Linked DNA regions of Mus musculus: regions 2 and 3 are each linked to region 1. The links are chromatin contacts, called in public promoter capture Hi-C maps. All regions are on one chromosome and are shown on one strand. The core of a region is the stretch at or near the end of the contact, and the rest is flanking DNA. Distances in the headings are between cores, read along the strand shown. Region 1 holds the start of Ifitm3 (interferon induced transmembrane protein 3). Region 2 holds the start of Irf7 (interferon regulatory factor 7). Region 3 holds the start of Zfp941 (zinc finger protein 941).

Region 1 (5,106 bases), core at 1,628-4,127:
CAACCCATGAGTGAGCCCACCGTGGAGAGTCCTGGTGCTCGCTTCCCACTCACCAAATGTGTAATTGGAGCAGGAACAATGGAAGTCATTATAACTTCCCATTGTGTTGGTGGCCTGCAGGGCAAGGTTGAGTGGTTCGCTGGGTGGCAGAAGACTCCAGGTTGTTCCCTATCTAATGCTAGAGAGTAAACAAAACAATGTCTCCTCCTGAGAAGAGAGCAGAGAAACCCTGTGCTCAGGCTACACCAAGACAATGGACTCCTGCAAATCCACCATTAGGAATTCATTTGGAGATCAGTTGCAGGTAGCAGATGCTAAGTAGGTCTGAAAGGTAAGGGATACTAAATCAGAGAACATGGGCACTGGCCGGAACTGTCCCCTGAGACCAGAGTGAGGACAGAACCTGACAGGTAAAGTGTCAACAGTTGTGCATCAGGGGCAGAAGTGGGTCATCCTGGGTGGAGCAAAGGCTGACCCTGACCCTTGTTCTTACAGCAGGGCTGGTCAATCCCTGTCCCTCTGATGATCCCTGGGGGCAGAGATTGCCCTTAGCACTTAACAAAGAAGATGGAAAAATCCAAAGACTGAGTCTCAACTTCCCCTGATGTTTCATATGGGAAGGAGCGAGTCAGACAGGAAGAGGTCTTCTGTCCAGCTCACTTGGGGGCCACAGGAAGACACTGACTAGGGTGGTCATACATGCAGGGCTGAGTATAGCTCCCCACCTCTGTGGGTGGGGAGACGAGCCTGGGGATTGAGTGCATGTGAAGGCCTTGATATGCAAAGCCCTCAGGCTCATCAAGGCCACCAGGGAAATAGGATCCCTGTGACTGAGAAAGGCAGAGAAGTGGCCATAAAGTTTGAGGTGACCACTAACTTTCAGGATGGTCTGAGAACATCCAGGAGCAAATGTGTTGGCCTTCAGGAACGTTGGGAGACCATAGTAAACAGAGCTATGACTGAAGTTAAATATTGTTCACTATTTAAAAAGTTATATACCAAGCCGAGCGTGGTGGCGCATGCCTTTAATCCCAGCACTTGGGAGGCAGAGGCAGGCAGATTTCTGAGTTCGAGGCCAGCCTGGTCAACAGAGTGAGTTCCAGGGCAGCCAGGAATACACAGAGAAACCCTGTCTCGAAAAATCAAAAACAACAACAACAACAACAAAAAAGTTATACCAAGATCCATCATTCCTGAAACCAGAGTGTGTTGTGACCACAGGATAACGCTTGCTATCACTTAAGGGCTGGGTGTGTGTGTGTGTGTGTGTGTGTCATTCATATTATTTTATCTCCCACTCCGCTGAGAGGCAACAGAAGGATGTGTGAAGAGCAGTGTGAAGTAGGCCTTGGAGAGGTATCCGCAGAACAGAAAGAAATAACACCAGAAACCAACAGAAACCACCACTTTCAGGCTCCAATCAGAGTCCCTGTGGCCAGTCCAAAGCCCTACCCCTGAGGCCTGAGGCCTGACTGAGGCCTGGAAGGAGGCCTCTGTGAGGTAGGTACGCCCATGGAAACCACTCTACCTAGCTTCCCAGAGGCAGACTTTTTCAGAGATGTTGACTAAACCAGCACCAGCTAATAGGACTGCAAAGAAGGGAGTCTGTAGGAGGTGCTGATGTCTCTGTGAAGAACTCAAGAAAGATAATGAAATGAGTGGAACCTAGAAACTAGAGCAGCCCCAGCTCCCAAGACTCAGGGCACTAGGAAGGGTGGGTGCTGCAGGGCACCTTGAAGGAGATCTCTGTAGTAGCCTGGTCCTTCCAGTGCCACCAAGATAGAAAGTGGATGCAAGTCCTAACAAGAGAAGCCAGGCCAGATGTCCCTGTTATCACTGAGTCCTTCAGTATGATCAGGAGTAGCTTTCCTGGTCACAGCCCTCACCCCACCAAGCGTTTGAGAAAGCGTCTCTGGTAGGACGAAGGTCCTCTCGGTGACCATGCCACTAGCACTAATAAATTTTGTTAGGGCAGGAGGGAAAAAGAGTGGCTGTAGCACCAACAGGCCAGCCCAGGACCATGAGGTCAGAGCCAAGTGACCGAAGATCATTTAGTTCTAATACCAAAGTCCAGTGGTTGATCACACTTAGGGCACTAGGGCTCTGCAAGGAGAGAGACACAGAGGCGTGTTAGCATTTTGTCTAGGCTCTGCCCCACAGTTATCTGGCAACAGCTGGGTGTGCCTGACTCACACTAAAAGGGGCTGCTCCCCCCCTTACTCTCTAACCTTCCTGCACCTGCTTCCCCCTCCTCATTCCCCACTCCCTCCGAGTGCTCATGGCCAGCCTCTACTTCTCTGTTCTCTCTCTCTCTCTCTGCCTTTCTCTGTCTCTACTACCCTCTCAACCCCCTCCCCATGAATAGAGAATAAACTCTGTTCTATGCGATACCACCGTGTGGCTGGTCCCTCAAAGGGAAGGGACGCTTCAGCGTGGGCCTGCAGAGGCCCCCCCTCCCCCAACATATGACTGCATAGCCACCGAAGATATTCCTTCTCTCTCCTCTTTAAAACACAAGAAGTACCGTTCATCCCACCTGTCTATGAAGCCAGGAGAACTGGCGTTCATAGTGAGAGGCTCTCTGGGCACTCTTTATTGCTGAATAAAGAATAGAGGGTTCTTTGGGGCCTGGCTGGGACCTTGATAAGGAACAGTGAGGTTCTGCAGCTGTGAGCGTGAGCTTGGTTGACTCCAGGACCCCTCACTCTTAAACACTGAGGTTTGGGCCTTGGGACAAGTCCTGACTTGGGCTCCTGGCCTGGAAGTTCCCCTGATTCACAATCCTTCCTGACATCCTGCCCTGGAGTAATTTGATCCGCAGGCTTTTTAGATCCCCGCCCCTCTGAACCCAGAGCAGTTTCATCAAGCCAAAATTCAGGAAAAGGAAACTTCTGAGAAACCGAAACTGCCGCAGAAAGGGCAGACCCGCAGCGCGCTCCATCCTTTGCCCTTCAGTGCTGCCTTTGCTCCGCACCATGAACCACACTTCTCAAGCCTTCATCACCGCTGCCAGTGGAGGACAGCCCCCAAACTACGAAAGAATCAAGGAAGAATATGAGGTGGCTGAGATGGGGGCACCGCACGGATCGGCTTCTGTCAGAACTACTGTGATCAACATGCCCAGAGAGGTGTCGGTGCCTGACCATGTGGTCTGGTCCCTGTTCAATACACTCTTCATGAACTTCTGCTGCCTGGGCTTCATAGCCTATGCCTACTCCGTGAAGGTGAGTGTGCTAGAATGGGGGGAGTGATGGTGTAAAAAGGTGTGTGTGAACCTGAAGCTCCATCTACCCAGATGGCACCGAGGTATGAGTGTGGGGTCCTTTGTTTAAAATAAGTTTGTGTTCATTCTTCTGTGGTGTGTGTGTGTGTGTGTGTGTGTGTGTGTGTGTACACGTGTAGGCTTAAAGGCTCTCTGGGGGCAGACACAGGGTGAGGCTGCCTGGGGATTCTGGAGTCAGACTCTTCCAATGCAGAGATGCCTATAGCACCTTCACTCAACAGACTGGGATTCTAGCCTGTGTGGAAAATGTTCAGGAGATTCATGGGGAACAATAGCCTACAGTGGGGTGAACAACAAGTGCTAGGGCCTCCTGGATGATCAGAGGATGTAAAATGTTCCTGACCTAAGATGGGGAGATGCAGTCCACAGGGAGTACGTCAGGAAAACTGTCAGAGCATCTGCCTATCAGCTCCAGGGCCACTGACCGTGTCTATCTGTTCTGCTCCAGTCTAGGGATCGGAAGATGGTGGGTGATGTGACTGGAGCCCAGGCCTACGCCTCCACTGCTAAGTGCCTGAACATCAGCACCTTGGTCCTCAGCATCCTGATGGTTGTTATCACCATTGTTAGTGTCATCATCATTGTTCTTAACGCTCAAAACCTTCACACTTAATAGAGGATTCCGACTTCCGGTCCTGAAGTGCTTCACCCTCCGCAGCTGCGTCCCTCCTTGCCCCTCCCTACACGCAGGTGTAACACTCATTTATCTATCCACAGTGGATTCAATAAAGTGCACTTGATAACCACCATCCTATGACTGCTTTTATTCCTCCCACCCCTCTATCTTCCTTGCTCTGAGGTGGACATGTAGGTTATCCTCAATTTGGCAGTAGTCTCTGGCCTGCTGTTGTGGACATTTGCTGGCCAAAGTCCTGGATGGTATTTGGCTGCTTCAGGCAGGGAGAACTCAAGCTTCAACTGGCCCTGGCCCCACATTTCCAGGGCACCCAGTCCAGTTCAGAAGTGGAGGACCAGGTCTGGGTCCGTATTCTTCTGGACGAATACTCTGAACCAGACAAGATGGTGTCAAAAGTTCCATGCCTGCTTCCCGGGGGAACCCTGGGCTGATCCTGTCCAGGATTTGCTGGGTGCTGTGGTGGGGGCCTGGTGTCCCCTACTGGTCCCACAGCAGCGATGCAGTTCATTCCTTGTCGCCCTGGAGCCTAGAATGACCTTTTAAGGCTCAAAGTCGCTGCCCTGGCGCCCCCTGCCGGCACTCTGCAGGTACGGTGGCCGCGTGGTGCTTCCATTCCCCCACCCCCCCACCGACCCCGCTCCCCCGGACCCTATATGGTAAGGGAGAGCGCCAATCACGCCTTCTTGTGCCGGGGTATGCAGGACTCACCTCTCTGGTCGGGATCCTAGTACCCACGTTTCCACTTCACTTAGTGCATTGAGTTTAGGAGTCTCCTGGGAATGGATGGGCGCTATCTGTTTCTGTTGGTGCAGGGGTCAATCATTCATCTCATAGCTGCCTTTCCAAGGGAACTTATTTCTGGTTCCCAGAGGCAAGCACCTCAAAAGTAGCCTGGATCTATGGGACTCCGTTTGTCCTCCTAAATCATTGTGGTGGGGTTTTAATGTCACCATCATACCCAGGGCAGCACGGTGGATCTGAAGTGCCTTGGTTAGTGGAAAGTCGCTGTAGTGGTTGCAGCCAGGAATTTGGGAGTGGGTGTGGTGGGTAGAAAGGGGTGGGGGCACTTTTGCAAGTTAAAGGGTTTGGGTTTCTTATCCAGGGTGGCAGAGCCCCAACTTGTTCCCCAGTCCGGATTCTGACAGCTGACCTGCCCAGCGGGGAATTTAACCACCAGAGGGAAACA
Region 2 (5,106 bases), core at 1,802-4,301, 260 kb before region 1:
CTCCAGTCCTACGCCCCCCAGCTCCACACCTCCTAGCCCTCAGCCCAAAGCTTCCGGGTCTCCTAAGACAGTCCAGGCTGGGGACAGCCCTTCAGCCGTGAGGTCTATCCTGACTAAGGAGCGGCGGCCGGAGGGGGAGGGCGGCTACAAGGCTGTGTGGTTCGGCAAGGACATCGGGGCAGAGGCTGACGTGGTGGTCCTCAACGAGCCCACCGCCGATGTGGACAGCGCCAGTGCCTCGGGAAGTGAGGGCAGCGATGATGATGACCCTGACCAGAAGAAGACTCTCCGCTTTGGCGTGGATGCTGACAACACTTACATCTAGCTCAGCGCCCGACTCTCTACCCCAAGCCACTTCCCTTTCCTCGTCTAATTAAAGTAGCACTTTCGAATTCCAGAGTCTTAAGGCGGGTGTGTGGGAACGAGTGCCATGGGTGTGAGCGCCCAGCTGCGGGCTTCCGGGTGGCTAACCACAAGCAAGTTCCCACTGTAGCTAAGAGGAAAGCTAGAGAGCTCCAGCTCCTTGCCCAAGATGGACAGCTTCACGTGAGGGAGGGGAAGGAGCCAGAACCGTCCACTCCACACGCACGTTCATTTGGGAGACGTGGTGTTTGGGACCCTCATGAGGGTCACAGCCCATTTCAAAGATCTGGCTGAGAGTGGTAGCTCACATAATCCCTGCATGTGTGAGGCAGAGGCAGGCAGGTCTTTCTGAGTTTGAGGTTAACCTAGTCTCCACAGTGAGTTCCAGGGAAGGCAAACCTAATGTAAAGAGAGCCTTTCTGAGGAAAAAGAAAAAGGAAGGCTGCTTTGGCAATGAACAGGGCACTCTGCCCCACACAGGAAGCTTAGACATGAGAAATAGGAAGCTACAGGTCATGTAAGTGAATGGAGGAAAACCAGGGCTACGGTAGTTACACACAGTGTGCACCCCGCAATCTGGCCTTCTTCCTGAACAGCAGTCATGGCATGCTTTCTAATGAAAAGTGACCCTGAACTCCTTTCCAAAGTATTTGAATGCTTTTATTTTTTTTAAAAAGACTTATTTATTTATCTTATCTATATAAGTACACTATAACTGTCTTCAGCCACACCAGAAGAGGGCATTAGATCCCATTACAGGTGGTTGTGAGCCACCATGTGGTTGCTGGGAATTGAACTCAGGACCTCTGGTGAAGCAGTCAGTGCTCTTGACCACTGAGCCATCTCTCCAGCCCTGAATACTTTTAAATATCCAGTTTTATGCATTTATACATACAATGTATCTTTTGACTTTCATTTCGGCTGGTGATTTCCATGCCCCAGTCTCCCTTGTCATTTTCTTTCCCCCTTGTTGGAAGCCTTCTTAACAAGTCCCCTTCCTCCTTTTCCGTCTTCTCAGTATCCCTCTGAGTTTAACTAGTTTCTATTTAAATGTTTTGTTTGGTTTTGGTGTTTTTAAATTTTTACTTTTATGTGTATCAGTGTATGATCTACATGCATGTCTATGTGACAGTGTCAAATTTTGGAGTTACAGTTGTGAGCTGCCATGTGGGTGCTGGATTTGAACCCCTGTTGTCTAGGAAGAGCAGTTCGTGCCCCTAACCACTAAGCTATTTCTTAGTTCTAGCTTCTTGACCCAGCTGGAACAAGGACAATTTAATCACTGAATAAAGGACACCCCCTTCCCTAAAGGTCTACCCACTGCAATAAGAAGCTTCTTTGGCCAGGTATGGTGGGTGGCGCACGCCTTTAACCCCAGCACTTGGGAGGCAGAGGCACGTGGATTTCTGAGTTTGAGGCCAGCCTGGTCTACAGAGTGAGTTCCAGGACAGCCAGGGCTACACAGAGAAACCCTGTCTCAAAAAACAAAAACAAAACAAAACAAAACAAAAGATTCTCTGAAGAAGGATGGACACAACCCTTGACTGTGGAGATATATTATATATATTTAGTTGTGTGCCAGAAGAGGGCATCAGGTCCCATTAAAAATGGTTGTGAGCCACCGTATGGTTGCTGGGAATTGAACTGAGGACTTCTGGAAGAGCAGCCAGGGCTCTTAACTATTGAGCTGCCTCTTCAGCTTCCAGGGTCTTACTCTATAACACAGGTTGGCCTCAATCCTTCTGCTTCAACCTCTGTCCAGATGGTATATTCTTCCCAGATGGTATACTTTTGTTGTTGTTGTTGTTGTTTTTTGTTTGTTTGTTTTTTGAGACAGGGTTTCTCTGTGTAGCCCTGGCTGTCCTGGAATTCACTTTGTAGACCAGGCTGGCCTCGAACTCAGAAATCTGCCTGCCTCTGCCTCCCAAGTGCTGGGATTAAAGGCGTGCACCACCATGCCCAGTTTACTTTTTTTTTCAGATTTATTTATTTATTATATGTAAGTACACTGTAGCTGTCTTCAGACACACCAGAAGAAGGAGTCAGATCTTGTTACGGATGGTTGTGAGCCACCTTGTGGTTGCTGGGATTTGAACTCAGGACCTTCAGAAGTGCAGTCGTGCTCTGACCTGCTGAGCCATCTCACCAGCCCCCAGATGGTATATTCTTATCTGTACCATTCTCAGTGTTAAGCCAAATTGTACCATAGTCTCTCTTTAGACTCCACTTTCTAAGATTTTTTTCAGCCAGCTAAACAAAACAAATAAACAAACAAAACCTACTGACTGTTGTGGGTATCCCTGCCTTGTCCCAATGTGCTTTCCTGAAGAGGTCCTGGGGAAAGACCTTTCCCACACTTCCACCAGGGGCTGAGCCTGGCAGATAGACCTCCACCTACTTACTATTCTTACTGTCCTCCAAGACATGGCTGTTCTGTCCAAAGCAGGGTCAGCCTCTCTCATTGAATCTACAAAGAGCCTGGAAGACTGAATCTGAGAGAGTGATCAGTGAAGGGCAGTGAAGAGAAGCTGGGGGGTGGGGGGGGAACAGGAGGGAAGGATTTGCAATTGAGTGCTACAAACTAGTGACACCCTAGTGACGTCTGGAGCCCTTAAGCCACACCCTGCCTGGGCTCTGCCCCGCCTCTGCCCGAAGTACTATAAAAGCACTGGCACCCTCCTTTTCACTGAGATAAAACCCGTCCCGGCGGCTCCGGTACCAGGTATGTGGGACTCTTGGGCCACTCGGGGAGGGAGGTGAGCTAGTGCCACAGGGGAAATTCTTGTCCCCTCTACAGAGTAGTGAGTGATCAGTGAAGGGCAGTGAAGAGAAGCTCGGGGGAAACAGGAGGGCAGACGTCCCGGCAGGATTTGCAATTGGGTCTGCAGGGATTGGGATCTGAGTAAGGGTCGGGTGTAGTTTGAGGACTGCACTGGTAGGCATGGAGACAGTGGAGACAGCGGGAAGCCAGCAGCTACCGGGCGCTGTTTAGACTGTTTAGGTTTCATTTTCCTGAGATGCAGTTTCGTTTTACTCGTCTGGGCCCGCCCCTTTTGTGTCTTCGCAGGGTCCAGCCTGTGACAGCCCATCCAGGCTCGGACGCTGGATTAACACCTGTGACATCACGTGTGCGCTCCCGCTACATCTGTAGTCACATCTACAGCCACCTTGGCAGAGGAATCTACACTGAGTTCTGAACCTAGGTGACCACAAGTTCTCAAACCTCATCTGTGACCCTCAACACCCTAATACCTGGGTCACACTTGTGAAACTGAAATTCCTACCTGTTACCAACACTTGTAACGTTTAAAACACATTTGTGAAACTTGGTCACACTATCTGTGGCTACAACCTAAAACCATAGAGGCACCCAAGGGGCCTTATTTGCAATAGCTGACTGCTCCAGTGACTACAAGGCATCACAGAGTAGTAGCATCTACTTTGATTCTCCCAGACTGCCTGTGTAGACGGAGCAATGGCTGAAGTGAGGTGAGAACATGTCTACCCTGGTTGTATTGGGTCCTGTGTCCCTTACATTAGCCCTAACCCCAGCGTGGCTGCTCTGCCTGCAGGGGGGTCCAGCGAGTGCTGTTTGGAGACTGGCTATTGGGGGAGGTCAGCAGCGGCCAGTACGAGGGGCTGCAGTGGCTGAACGAGGCTCGCACAGTCTTCCGCGTACCCTGGAAGCATTTCGGTCGTAGGGATCTGGATGAAGAAGATGCACAGATCTTCAAGGTGGTACCCAGTCCTGCCCTCTTTATAATCTGCCAGAACTCCTGGGGGAATCCAGCCTCAACCCATGCTCTCTCCTCTCCTTCAGGCCTGGGCTGTGGCCCGAGGGAGGTGGCCACCTAGTGGAGTTAACCTGCCACCCCCAGAGGCTGAGGCTGCTGAGCGAAGAGAGCGAAGAGGCTGGAAGACCAACTTCCGCTGTGCACTCCACAGCACAGGGCGTTTTATCTTGCGCCAAGACAATTCAGGGGATCCAGTTGATCCGCATAAGGTGTACGAACTTAGCCGGGAGCTTGGATCTACTGGTGAGCAGTGCCACAAACAGGGATGGGCCAGGGAGGTACATGGCCTCTGTCATTTTGGTGGTTTCAATGGTTTGATTTGTGGTTTTTGAAACTAGTTGTAGATTCAGTTCCTCTCCTTCCAAAGTGTGTGTGTGTCGGGGTGGAGGGGGAGTGCACACTTCCTGCTAAGTCAGAGCCTTGGGCTGAGTGAGGTACCTGGTGGTTTGGGAACAGAGGGTATGAGAAATAGAGAACTTTTGGAACTGCTTGGGCATCGTAACCAAATCTCCCCTCCCCACTCCTCTCCCTCAGTGGGCCCAGCCACGGAAAATAGGGAAGAAGTGAGCCTCAGCAATGCTCTGCCCACACAGGTACATCTGGTCCATCCTTCCTAGGTGTGGGGGATCGGCAGGTGCCTACCACTATGCTGTCTATTACAGGGTGTGTCCCCAGGATCATTTCTGGCAAGAGAAAATGCTGGGCTCCAAACCCCAAGCCCTCTGCTTTCTAGTGATGCCGGGGACCTCTTGCTTCAGGTTCTGCAGTACAGCCACATACTGGAATCCGAGTCTGGGGCAGACCCCGTCCCACCACAGGCTCCTGGTGAGAGGCAGTTACTGTTACAGAGCTGGGGCTAAGCTAGAGAACACCCATCTGCCCAAGGCTGTATGAGAGGGAGGACAACAGAGTCCTTGCTGGGAGGAGGAAAGATAAGGATGTTAAAATG
Region 3 (5,106 bases), core at 1,756-4,255, 190 kb after region 1:
TATTCAGTCATACAAAGAATGAAAATCTGTTATTTGTAACAACATGGGTAGGATTAGAGATCTTTTGTAGAACGCCATATTCCATGTTAAGCATCTGCCATTTCCCCTGGATTAGCTGTCTACTTATAAGAGTCTATGATGATTAGGCTTATGGACCGTTGATATTCACTCACAGGAGGAGGAGGAGGAGGAGGAGGAGGAGGAGGAGGAGGAGGAGGAGGAGGAGGAGGAGGAGGAGGAGGAGGAAGGGAGGGTTGTTGGACCCTCACCTGAGTTTGCAGCCATGCCTCTTATCCATGCCAGGTAATTCTGCCCAAATTGCATATGGCCTCAGGGAGGTGCTAGAGTATATAGGCTGGGGAATGTTAACAGAGCAGGTCCCATTTATGTAGCCATAGGGAGCTATCATCTATACTGGGTGCAGGCTTTTCAGTACAGTTGCTTTATGGTCACCCACAATCCTGCCAGCAATCCCGTACTCATCCTACATAACTAAGCCCAGTAAACTGTTAGTTCTTCAGGGTGTACTTTAATGAAATCTTACTTTGATTTGTTGTTTGAACTTTGTGAGGAGAGGGTTAGACATGGCTGCTTCATACCAGGCAAGGAAGGAATTTCACTCAATTATCGCACTCATATATGGAAGTCTAGGAAAGTGGGTTTTATAATAATTAATGCTACAATGTTGTTTATTGGCATTCAGGGTAAAGGGAAATGAGTATTTTGATAGAGGAACAAGAAATTTTGCAGTGTTATTCCTCATTAAGGTAACTTACATGTAACAATCATGTAATATGAAATTCAGAAAGCTTGAAGAGCTTTGAAAGCTTTCACCACAAATATTTAAAGAGGTGTGGTTATACAGCGCACAGTGTAGAAATTTGTCAAAACATTACTTGTTATCTCATTATTAGTGAGTATGCATACGCATATTATGCATGCTTTGCATGTATCAGTTAAAATATACTTGGAGAGCATGTTTCAAACAAAAATGCAAAGAAGGTTTTCACTGGATTGGAAACACAACCTCAGTGGTGTTTTCTTTGCTCTGTATCCCCATCTACAGCAGTCTGCAGGAGAATGACCCCCATAGGCTCGTATATTTGAATACTTGGTCCCCAGTTGCTGTAACTATTTGGGTGTGAGGTTTCTGCCAATCCTAGTTAGCTCTCTCTGCCTCATGGTTGGAGATGTAAACTCTCAGCTACTGCCCCGGCACCATGCCTGCCTGCCTGCTGCCATGCTCCCCACCATGATGGTCATAGACTCTAACCCTTTGGGACTGTGAGCCCTAAATACAATGGTTTATTTTATAAGTTGCCTTGGTCATGGTGTTCTGTCATGGGAATAGAAAAATAACTAACACAAACACACCATAAACTAATCAGTAATGGATTAGAACTTTTTTTTCTTTTAGAACCAATTGTTTTAAAAACAGAATGGAGATTTCAGCTTTCTCCATATGTGTGAGATAATTTGCTATTACTTATTTTTCAGATAGTTGCTAATGTAATAGCTATGAAGTTATATGCCATAGTGGTTTAACCTTGACTGTCTCTAAAGGTTATTTATTTGAGAATCCTTTAAATTGACTGTTGGCCATTTGCTTGTTTCTTCTAATTTAAAAAATGTGAATAGGAGAAACTTTAAACTTTACACTGGGCCTCACATTGTATATGTGGTGGGCATTCCTGCATTGAGGGATTGCCTCTCACGTCAAAGCTTAAGTTGCTTCCCGATAAAACAGTACTCCCAAATCACTTTTTATCAAAATAGTATTACTGATTTTTCACTTGGGTCCACATGGAGTAAATGCAGAGTAAATCAAAGCCTGGCAGTTCTGCTTTGAATTTGTATCTACCCCCTTTACACATCGCTTAGCGTTTACAATGTCCTGTTCCAGCTCCCAAGTCCCACTGGAATTCTTTGAATTCTAGAAACTACAGGACTGATAAATACCTCTAGGGAATAAAAATTACTTCCAAACAATTGAGGGCGCCTAGGATAGACCATCTCCAAATGCGGGCAGTTGAGGTTCTATAGAGAAGCAAGAGTCATAATGCAAACCAGATTGGTCTGCTAAGACCACCTTGCAGAACCCAAACTGATCATCAACCCAACCATACTTGACTACTAGGGATGATTAATTATACACACCGGCAGTGTCCTCTCCCTATTTCTCTCTAGTTAAACCTACATCTCACAAAGGCAGTCTTCAGGGACCACTGGAACCCTTATCATCTGGAAGAACAACCAGTGCTCCTAACCTATGAGCCATCTCTCCAGCCCCTTGTTTTATGTGAGTGCCCAGGGAATATGTGCACTTAAGTGCAGTGCTGGGGGAGGCCAGAAGTGGGCTGGAGGCATAGGCAGCTATGAGTCGGCTGGGTGCCAGGAACAGACCTAAGGTCCTCTGGAAGAACGAGTACTAGTTCTTAACCTCAGAAGCCGCCTCTTCTGAGCTTTCTAACATTTACTCTCTAGTTGTGTACTAGAACACTGTAACACCAGAGACTGGAAAGGTTAAGTGAATTTTAAAGATAGCGATCATTATATTCTTCTGTGTGAATATTTACAGATCATTTACATATCAATAAGTTGATATGACTATTTAAAGTTAAATTAAAATGCCATTTGATGGGCTTAAAGGTAACTATCATTATATTCCTCTGTATGAATATTTACAGATCAGTTACATATCAATAAATTGATAATGACTATGTAAAGTTAAATTAAAATGTCTTTTGATGGGCTATGTCCTCCTGGTGGAAAATTTGCCTTTAACATAGCTGCTGACAGAAGTCCTGGGCTCAATCCACCCAAACCAAATTGAAATTGAAACCCAAACCCAATGCAAAACAGATCAACAGCAATCATTTATTGCCATCCTAAGGTAGAGGAATTGGGCCTGGAGCCCTGTCCAATCAGAGGTGTTGTTTGATAACTGTCCAATTAGGAACGTGGCCAGAGCGGTGGGCAGGCTCTCAAAACCTCGCGTGCTTTCGCTGGAGCTGGCCATCTTTGGCACCTTTGGGAGCTCCTGCTGTTCTGCAGCAGAGGCACTGACGTTGTTAGGTGCTTTGTCATCCTGTGATCTGGTCCCAGAGGCACGCGTAGGGGCCCGGGATACTATAGAAGCGAGGAGATGGTGAGTGTCTGCCTGACGTCCTGGCGGGATCCAGCCTCCACAGGTCTCCCTGGAGGCTGCCCCAGGGTAGCGGGGGTTCCAACTCTCCTCCGTTTTGGGGCGGGGCTGTGCAGACAGTGGGGACTCTGGGTCTCGTCTGGTCCTTTTGCAGGGTGGTGCTAGGCGGACAGTGGGTCCCTGGTAAAGCTGTTAGTTGCCCACCCTGCGTAGTGTGCTCAGATCCTGCTGAGCGAGCCATCTCTGGGCGGCTGTGTTCCTGCCATACACTTCAGATGTGCTGATCACCGTGATCTCAGGGAAGGATTCCTATTGGCTGGCTTGTGTGGTTTCCATCAGCAGCTGGGCAAGAAAGATCCTGGAGCCAGATGCTGCTTTCTGCCATTTTGTTCTACATAGCTGATGAAAACTTGGTTAATGCGCAGTCGGCCAAATTTTCCACTATATTGATAACTGCTTTTTTCTTTATCTTGTGGAATTAACATTTTTATTGTTATTTTAGGTATACGCATGCACACACGCAAATGTGACGTGCTTGTGGATGAGGTCATTGGATCTGTTGGATCAGGGGTGGCAGTTGTGAGTCACCTGACATGGGCAATGGGAGCCAAACTGGTTCTCTGTAAGAACAGCAAGGGATTTTTAACCACTGATCCATCTCTCAAGCTTGGGGATTCCTTAAGTATCCTGCATAAATCATTATATTTGATTCAGAAGCTTTTAAAGTTCTGTGCTTGTTTTGCTTTTGAGAATGAAGGCTCACATTTATGGAAGGTACTGGCTGTACTCGTGAAGGGCCTGAAGCAGACCTTTGTGGGCAGCTTTTCATTGTAGCACATTTTCTTGTCATAGATATACACTCCTTTCTTTTATTTTTCAGGAAAAAAAAATCATATATTCCCAAGTGTCTTAAAAATCCAAAATATAGCTCAAAACAAATAGTTAATAAACAATAGGAAAAAAATTGAAAAAAGTGTAAGACTCAGATGTTGCTCTTAATTTGCGTTGTTAGGTGTGTGCATATTAATAGTGTCTGAAAAGAAAGCAAACCATAATTTTCAAATAGATTAGTAAGGGTTTTTTTTTTTTTTTGACAGTGTGTTTCCTTTTTTCTTTCTTCCTTTCTCTCTTTCTTTCTTTTTTTTTTTGTTTTTCGAGACAGGGTTTCTCTGTATAGCCCTGGCTGTCCTGGAACTCACTTTGTAGACCAGGCTGGCTTCGAACTCAGAAATCCGCCTGCCTCTGCCTCCCTAGTGCTGGGATTAAAGGCGTGTGCCACCACGCCCGGCTGTGTATTTCTTACTTATATCAAAATAAAAATGTCTGGTCTTTCTCCTCCCAACTCCGAGACAGTGTCTCAGGGTGTAGTCCTGGCTAGCTTAAAATTCACAGAGATAGATCCACCTGCCTCTGCCCCTTGAGTGTTAAGATTAAAGGCATGCACCACCATCCTGGCTCATCTGTTGTTTTTGATGTGTAGTTATTTTATATGGGTACATAAAATAAAAGTTTTATTATTTATGAATTTTGTTTTGTTTTTCTTATCTTTAAAACGTATAACCAATCATTTTGCACTAATTGTACAGATGGGCAGGTTTAGAGAGGCACTTGTTTACATGCATGTCACACTTTGGTCACCCTCTGGTCGCTTTCCCACACCCTCTCTTCTCTCCCTGGCTCCCTGCCCTGCGGGTCCCAGCAGCTTCAGACCGGTCTGAGACAGATGTCTGCTCCTCTGTCCCCTGTAGTTTCTACATGTGAGAGGAAGGATGACATCCCTGCCCAAATATGGCTTATTTTGCATAAACATTTTCTGGTCTGATTTATTCTCCTGAATATAGCTTGATCCCCTTCTTTTTTATGGTTGAATAAAGTTTTAGAGTGATTATTATTTTGAGGGGAAGGATATGAGGATAGGAATTAGCTCTCGGGTCACCTAGTTATTATTTATTATTATTAAT

The links. Promoter capture Hi-C pulls out the DNA fragments that hold promoters and counts their contacts.
Region 2: a promoter capture Hi-C map of liver shows a contact between it and region 1, with 4 times the contacts expected there. The contact joins the promoter of Irf7 here to the promoter of Ifitm3 in region 1. A contact is called at or near these places in 6 of 39 promoter capture datasets (the C10 cell line, the HPC-7 cell line, embryonic stem cells and 2 more) and 1 of 9 other capture datasets (adipose tissue).
Region 3: a contact with region 1 is called in a promoter capture Hi-C map of liver, with 2.2 times the contacts expected there. The contact joins the promoter of Zfp941 here to the promoter of Ifitm3 in region 1. A contact is called at or near these places in 18 of 39 promoter capture datasets (3T3-L1-derived adipocytes, the C10 cell line, the HPC-7 cell line and 12 more), 2 of 484 Hi-C or Micro-C datasets (liver and nephron progenitors), 4 of 115 datasets of contacts at active chromatin or transcription factors (bone marrow-derived macrophages, embryonic stem cells and hepatocytes) and 3 of 9 other capture datasets (adipose tissue, liver and pancreatic islet).

The regions. Positions count from the first base shown.
Region 1 is chr7:141,008,515-141,013,620 of GRCm38.p6, reverse strand. Ifitm3 (interferon induced transmembrane protein 3) reads left to right here and starts at 2,877. Exons shown (of 2, transcript NM_025378.2): 1 at 2,877-3,224; 2 at 3,732-4,031. The coding sequence starts at 2,976. The coding sequence ends at 3,896.
Region 2 is chr7:141,264,369-141,269,474 of GRCm38.p6, reverse strand. Irf7 (interferon regulatory factor 7) reads left to right here and starts at 3,051. Exons shown (of 10, transcript NM_016850.3): 1 at 3,051-3,085; 2 at 3,431-3,852; 3 at 3,936-4,098; 4 at 4,184-4,400; 5 at 4,692-4,750; 6 at 4,820-4,982. The coding sequence starts at 3,839. Cdhr5 (cadherin-related family member 5) reads left to right here. Exons shown (of 15, transcript NM_001114322.1): 15 at 1-390. The coding sequence ends at 325.
Region 3 is chr7:140,820,077-140,825,182 of GRCm38.p6, reverse strand. Zfp941 (zinc finger protein 941) reads left to right here and starts at 3,005. Exons shown (of 3, transcript NM_001001180.2): 1 at 3,005-3,148. The coding sequence starts at 3,146.